Linked DNA regions of Sus scrofa: region 1 is linked to region 2. The links are chromatin contacts, called in public HiChIP or PLAC-seq maps. All regions are on one chromosome and are shown on one strand. The core of a region is the stretch at or near the end of the contact, and the rest is flanking DNA. Distances in the headings are between cores, read along the strand shown.

What was found. HiChIP or PLAC-seq counts read pairs in DNA pulled down with a chosen protein or histone mark.
Region 1: an H3K27ac HiChIP or PLAC-seq map of alveolar macrophages shows a contact between it and region 2. The contact joins two enhancer-like sites. A contact is called at or near these places in 1 of 47 Hi-C or Micro-C datasets (omental adipose tissue) and 1 of 2 datasets of contacts at active chromatin or transcription factors (alveolar macrophages).

What each region holds. Positions count from the first base shown.
Region 1 is chr1:26,951,092-26,955,031 of Sscrofa11.1, forward strand. No RefSeq gene overlaps it. Among named protein-coding and RNA genes, the nearest start is that of IFNGR1, 84 kb to the right of the region's middle. Within about 2 kb of position 1,785, at least 7 of the 83 cell types and tissues checked have an H3K27ac peak or open chromatin away from gene starts, as enhancers often do. A contact at or near this core is called in alveolar macrophages, where this site is marked.
Region 2 is chr1:26,394,315-26,397,894 of Sscrofa11.1, forward strand. No RefSeq gene overlaps it. Among named protein-coding and RNA genes, the nearest start is that of TNFAIP3, 90 kb to the right of the region's middle. Within about 2 kb of position 1,282, at least 7 of the 83 cell types and tissues checked have an H3K27ac peak or open chromatin away from gene starts, as enhancers often do. A contact at or near this core is called in alveolar macrophages, where this site is marked.

The DNA.
Region 1 (3,940 bases), core at 535-3,034, 560 kb after region 2:
TTATTTGCAAACAAGCATTATCTGCAAGCAACAGTTTTTTAGTGAGAGGGGAAAAAAACAAATAATGGTTATTTCAATTGTTACTCACAATATTATATGAAATACTAAGTTTGTCACCAATGACATAAATGTATAAGACCAAACATTTATGGAGCATCCATGCACCAGGCACTGTCGAAGCACAGTTTTGGGTATGTGTGAATACTCAGTTAATTCTCACAAAGACCTCCTGTGAAAGTCGTGTTATCCCCATCTTATGGCTGAGGAAACTGAGGCATAGAAAAGTTAAGTAACTAAAGAGTAAGTGATAGAGCCAGAATTCTCTCGTAAGACTGGAATTTTTCCCAAGGAAAACTGCAGCAACCAAGTCTAATCGCATAAATTCCAGTGCTGCTTATTCTTGGTAAACTTACAATGACTGTTAATGTTACGAGGAAATCTGCTTTTAACAAATCTATAGCCCAAGCTCGATTCCACCTATCCTTTCACCTTATGACATGAAAGAAAAAATGGCAAATTTATGTATATCTTTAATGATTACCTTATTTATCTGATCATCTAAACTTTGAGTGGCAGTGGATGAAAAATCAAGTTCAAAAGGAACTTGGACAAAGACTGTAATTAGATCTTTAGTTTATATCTCTGTGTTTTTCAACTTTTGCATATTGTAAATAAAATTATAATCTTGCTTGCAATCATTTCCATGGACAATGATTTTCTGAGTGGTTTGAGTGCTAGAAGCTTGTCAGATTTGTTAATAATGGGCATCAGGCAGTGAGGAAACCATTAAGTCCATTCCACCCAGACAACATATAACTCCAGGTTATTGGTCAAAGTTACCCTTCTGATGATCCTGCAGCAGTTTGGGGCCCTGTGCCCATATCCTGCCTGTTAACTGTGCAGAGTCTGAGATTTTTAATCCAAATGCAAGTTAACAATTTAGCATGCACAGTTCCACTTCTGAGAGCAAAAGACAGCAGACTCTGAGTTAGACAATGGACTCTATTACTCCCAGCACAACAGGCAGCATGAACGTGCATGTTCACACCAATCCCCAATGCCCCTCGGCTCACGGGGGTGATGAAGCTGGCCTGGGTGCATGCTGCACACAGAATAGGTTTGCATTACAGCTGAAGACCCCTAAACTTAGGAAACCTGAATTTTTTTAATGGGCTATAAGCACACCTGCTCAATCTTTGCCCCAGAGAGAAGGAAATACTGGACCACAAGCAACTCTTTCCTCTTCTTTGGAGAGAGACACTGATGCCATCTTCCAAGGCTATTCGCTACACAAACTGAAAGGATAGTCTAGACCAAGAATGCACTGTCACTACTTCTGCTCACACAAGTCACAGGAGACATGACAGTTCTACAGAGAACTACCTCCCAACACACTGGTCTAGCCAGGTAGCTCTACTACATTAAGAGTCAGAATCAATTTGCAGAAACTCTAAGTCCCACCCAACAATGAATTTCTTTTTTGTCTTTTTAGGGCTGCACCCCCATCATAGGGAGGTTCCCACACTAGGGGTGTAATCAGAGCTGTAGCCACTGGCCTGCACCACAGCCACAGCCATGCCACATCCAAGCCACGTCTGTGACCTACACCACAGCTCTCGGCAATGCTGGATCCTTCGTCCACTGAGCAAGGCTAGGGATTGAACCTTAGTCCCCATGGATGCTAGCCAGATTCATTTCCACTGAGCCACAATGGGAACTCCCCAACAATTAATTTCTAACTCTGATGCTCTAGATTACAGATGCCTGGAAAGGCGACCAGTCCTACCCAACGCTGGACACCACTGAAAGTGAAAGTGAAAGTTTTGAAGAGTGAAGCTCTCCCCAGGGGTTTGCACCTACTCTTTTTTCCTTGCCTTTTCCTGTCCTCAATACCAGCCAGAATGCATACAGATTATCCACCTTCCTGCTTAATCCTTTTTAGACCCTTGGCAATTTACAGGGTTAGCAAAATTTATTTTGTCATCATCTTCTGCTCTCATCTTTCCTCCTGCCTTTACTTCTACGTTTACCCCATCACACCCATAACAGCTAAAGCTTCCTCCGACCACCCAGCCCACACTACTCTCTTAACTAATGGTTTCCTTTTTTTTCCCAGGGAGGTGTCATCCCCATTAAGAAGGTGCCTTTGTTCATCCCTCACATATACACCTGAGGTGAGGAGAGCTGCTAATTTTCTTCTCTCCCTCAATTCCATGGGCAACCATTGTCACCAGGCTCACCACCACCCTGTAGTGATATTACCAGTCTCCATGTCCTTTCCTTGCCTGCAATCTGCATGACTGAAGGTCAGAGGGTTTGTCTCATTACTCACAAATAGCCAATAACCTAAGCCGATGCCTGGCACATAGTGAGCCCTCAAAGAACGGCTTGTGGAATGAATGAAAGAGTGAATTAATGAATGATGCAATCACACTGAGCTCATTCACAACTGAACAGAGGGCAGAGAGAAGCAAAAGCTTTAAGACAAAGGATCAGGGAGTTCTGGTTGTGGCTCAGTGGGTTAAGAACTGGACTAGTATCCATGAGGATGAGGGTTCCATCTGTGGCCTCACTCAGTGGGTTACAGATCCAGCATTGCCAAGAGGGGCAGTGTAGGTTGCATATGCAGCTTGGATCTGGCGTTGCTGTGACTTAGGTCAACAGTTGCAACTCTGATTGGACCCCTAACTTGGGAAGTTCCATATGCTGCGGGTGTGGCCCTAAAAAGAAATTAAAAAAAAAAAAAAAAAGACAAAAGATCAAAACTTTAGTGGTGAAAGAGCAAGCCCTATTTTAGGCAGTGTGTGTTTGTTTCAAGTTTATGAAATAGTGAACAAACGTTGCTTCTAGAATGAGGATTTATTATGTCCAAGTATCAAGAAATTGTAGATTTTTAAATACACAATTTGAGAACAAACTTACAAATGTACAGGTACTTCTCATCCTTCCTAAAGAGAAGAAATAATTTTATTTACATGCTAACACTCCTTTAAATGTTTGAATATTTTATTTATTTATTTATTTATTTATTTTGCTTGTTAGGGCCACACCTGCGACATATGGAGGTTCCCAGGCTAGGAGTCCATTTAGAGCTACAGATGCCAGTCTGCGCCACAGCCACAGCCATGCAAGATCTGAGCCGTGTCTGCGACCTACACCACAGCTCATGGCAACACCAGATCCTTAACCCACTGAGCGAGGCCAGGGATCGAACCCGCAACCTCATGGTTCCTAGTCGGATTCGTTTCTGCTGCGCCACAATGGGCATTCCAGATGTTTGGATATTTTAGACTGAGAGAGCTATAGAATAAAGAAGAACATTAGTCATATGTATATATAGTCACCAAGAACTTTTTCTTAAAATCTGGAAAGTATCAAGTTGAATTGTAAGGTTAATTTAACCAATTGTAAACTAATACTCTATTGGTAGGTGTGTTCAAATAAGTTGCAGACAACACATCTCGGTGGCCCAAACTAACCCAGGTTTATTTTTTGTCCACCTAGAGTCTGTCAGAGCCCAGATTCTCCAAGGTTGTTGGGCCTAAGTGACAGCTCTGCTGTGTACCTGCGTATCAGTACGTACTCCCACGTTCCCTACAGCCGGGGAAGAGGGCATGGAGAGTCTTTTGCAGGGATTAAAGTGGCTTTTAACTGAAAACATCTGAACAATCACTAGCCATGGAAAGAGACAGTACTGAAACTTAGATAGTCCCCAAAATACAGCTGCCATTGACCCCTCTCCAGGGGAGGTTCCTGTTTGGAAGAAGACTGAACTTTAGCCCTGGAAAGTGTGGACTCAGCTGCTTGATGACATTTAAAAGCCCAATAGAAACTTCCATACTTTCCTTGAAGACTTATCCTCTCTACCTTCATTTTCTTTTAAGTTGGTATATAAACCTTTACTTCCGGCTGTTCAGCAAGTTCCTTATTACTGAGTACT
Region 2 (3,580 bases), core at 32-2,531:
CATGTGTGTGTGTGTGAGTGTGTGAGAGTGATGGATGTGGGAAGGCTGGGACAGGGGCAACAGAGGGATGACTTTCATTTTGGATCTGCTGAGTTTGAGGTTCCAGCATCATTTAAGGGATCCAGATCCTTCAGAGCTTTTGTTAAATATCAGCTTGATATTTTGTGTAACTCCTCTGCTCTAACAAGGCAGTGGACACACCCATGTGTTGTTTTGTTGAACAAATACAATTTTGACCTTTGCAAATATCTCGCTAACTTTTTTTGTGTTGTGTTCCGTCTGTCCCAAAGTATTTGTTTTTGTTTTTTGTCTTTTTGCTATTTCTTGGGCTGCTCCCGAGGCACATGGAGGTTCCCGGGCTAGGGGTCCAATCGGAGCTGTAGCCACCGGCCTCCGCCAGAGCCACAGCAATGCTGGATCCAAGCCGCATCTGCAACCTACACCACAGCTCACGGCAACGCCGGATCGTTAACCCACTGAGCAAGGGCAGGGACCGAACCCACAACCTCATGGTTCCTAGTCGGATTCGTTAACCACTGCGCCACGACGGGAACTCCTGTCCCAAAGTATTTGACTGTTGGTTACTTACCTAGGTTAACGTCAGGATCACGATTTAAGGCAATTCCCCACGTTAATCCAGGAGTTCTTGAATCTGCATGGTTGACTTGATAAAAAATAATTCTGAACACTTACAAACTGAGAAGTTCCTTCTAAAGAGCTAACATGGGAGTTCCCGTTGTGGCTCAGTGGGTTAAGAACCTTACTATTACTCACAGGATGTGGGTTCCATTCCTGGTCTTGCTCAGTGGGCTAAGGATCTCGTGTTGCCATAAGCTGCAGCATAGTTCGCAGATGCAGCTTGGATCCAGAGTGGCTGTGTCTGTGGGGTAGGCTGGCAGCTGCAGCTCCAGTTTCAGCTCTAGCCTGGGAACTTCCATATGCCACAGGTGTGGCCCTAAAAAATAAAAAAATAAAGAGCTAACATATGCCATAGGTGTATTTGAAGGTGTTTTTCTATGCTCAAGGGTTTTCATGACTCAGATTGGTAACAATAAATTTGCCTCCTTTCCTGGGAGAAATCACAGGCTTTGGAAGGAGGGTGAATTGTAGGGATTGAGGGGGCCTTAGCTTTGGGTCCTGGCTCTTAAAGTCAAGAGATCTCCTCAATTCTTAGTTAACTAGGGCTGCAAGTGCCCAGCAGGACATTTTCAGGTACTTCAATAATTCTGCCATTTCAGTCCCATTAAGTCCATTTATTGGACTGGTGGAATACCTGAATTTGCCACAAGATGGCAGCACAAAGTTATTTTTAAAAAAGTATCAGTCTAGCGCTCACATAGAGAACTAGAAAGGAAACACAGCTAAGAATTTTTCTTCTTGTTCCTAGAGTTGGAAAGAAAGCAAGAAATAAAATATGGAAGGAAGTAACAAAGGAAAAAAGAAAGTTGGATGGAGGAGGGAGAGGTGGCAATGAAAAAAGAAAGTAAGAGAACAAAGCAAAAACATTTTGCAAATATTCAGCTAGATTATATTTAACTTAAAAAAAGAACCAAGCCACCAATGCAGGAAATTTCCGAGAGAGGAAACCGGTGTTATAACCACATTTATTCACAGCCTCGATGTGTCAGTATAAGATAGACATTTGACCTTCTTATAAAAGCAGTTGTTTCTTTGGGAAACTCTGAGAATGAATTAACATTTACAAGGGTTCTGGTCCCATTAAGTCAGTCTCACATTACTACAATTATCAGCTTGGATTCAAGAACTTAATGTATCTAGTACCCTTCATAGAGGGCTTTCACGTTGGTTTCCATGTTAAATTGTGTGGGGGATCTAGGAGACATTATTCAGGAAGAGAATAATCAGACACCCATGGCAATAATGCCTTGGTGCGTTGGGGATGAAAATGGTGCTACCAGCTCAGGGCTCCTAGAAGCACCTGAGCTGAGAAGAATTCTTTCATTGCTGGCCCATCGATTCTCCACTGACCACGCATCATGTATTTGACCAACAGTTGATCTCTTCTGGCTCTGTGCTCTCCCCTCTGTCTCATGAATCTAGCATAGCAGAGAGTTCAGGAAAGGGAGTGATCCTAAGAATGGTGATTGCTTCCTCTTTAGAGTGAGGTTTTTCCAACTTGACACTAATGACATTTGGGGACAGATAACTCTTTATTGAGGAGGGGGAAGGGCTGTCCTTCCCATGGCAGGATCCTGAGCAGCATCTTTGGTGTGTACCAGTAGATACACCTGTAACACCCTCTCAAGTTATGACATCCAAACACAGCTCCAGACATTGCCAAGGATCCCCTGGGGAGCAAATTTGTCTCCACCTCCCCATTTGAGAAGCACTGCTGTAGATAAACTCAAATTACAAAAATGAAGGAAATCCTTGCTAGCCCACTCATGGGCAAAACGCATACTGAATCATCAGACAAGTGTGTGTTCTTCAAATCTCTGTTAGGGTTTTCCAAGTATGAAATCAGACATAAATACCTTTATCAGAGTCAGGTAAGGTTCCGTATATGAAACAAATCAACAAATATTTACTATAAATGTGCTGTTGAGCAAAGACCTACACCAGGCACTGTAGGGCACACAAACCAGTGGAAGAATTTTTCCAGAAATGAAAAAAATTAGTGCTAGTTGAATCCTATGTGCCAGACACTTTTTTCTAACCATCACAAATGTCCCTTTTCTGTTCATCTCCTTTGAACTCTGCAAGCTCTCTATGAAGAAATGTTATTTGCATTTTACAGGTAAAGAAAAGGAGGTTGAGAAAAGGTTAGTCACTGGCTCAATGTCACATTACGAGTAGATGACAAAGGTCAGTCTTTCTTTCTTTCTTTCTTTCTTTTTTTTTGTCTTTTTGCTATTTCTTGGGCCGCTCTCACGGCATATGGAGGTTCCCAGGCTAGGGGTCGAATCGGAGCTATTGCTGCCAGCCTACGCCAGAGCCACAGCAACACAGGATCCGAGCCGCGTCTGCGACCTACACCACAGCTCACGGCAACGCCGGATTGTTAACCCACTGAGCAAGGGCAGGGATCGAACCCGCAACCTCATCGTTCCTAGTCGGATTCGTTAATTACTGGGCCAGGAAGGGAACTCCAAGGCCAGTCTTTCTAACACCAAGGACCGTGTATGCGCTGGTCTCAAGCACTAATCCTTGAAGCGTTTACAATCTGGTTAGAGGAACAAGGCGTTTACACAGGAAAGGCGTCTAATGTCCTTAGGTGGTAGACTGTCCGAAAGGCATAGAAATTACAGAACACATTGCTGTAGACTAGAGGGATGGGAGACATTTTTAGGGTGTGATGGGTTTTGACTGGCATGTCGTTAAAGAATGGAAGATTAGAGAGATGGATTAGAGAGACTGGCAAGGGTGGGTGCCTTTCCATAAAAGGGCATCTTCTGAGGACCAGGAAGACTGGGTAGGGGTGTTGAGAGCATAGGGAACAGACGGCTAAACAAAGTGGAAGATCCACGCTGAAGACAGAGATGGTAATCCAGGCTGGCAACGAGTGACAGAGGGCCCGGAATGTAATCCGGAAGTAACAAACTGGCGGGCTAAAATAATG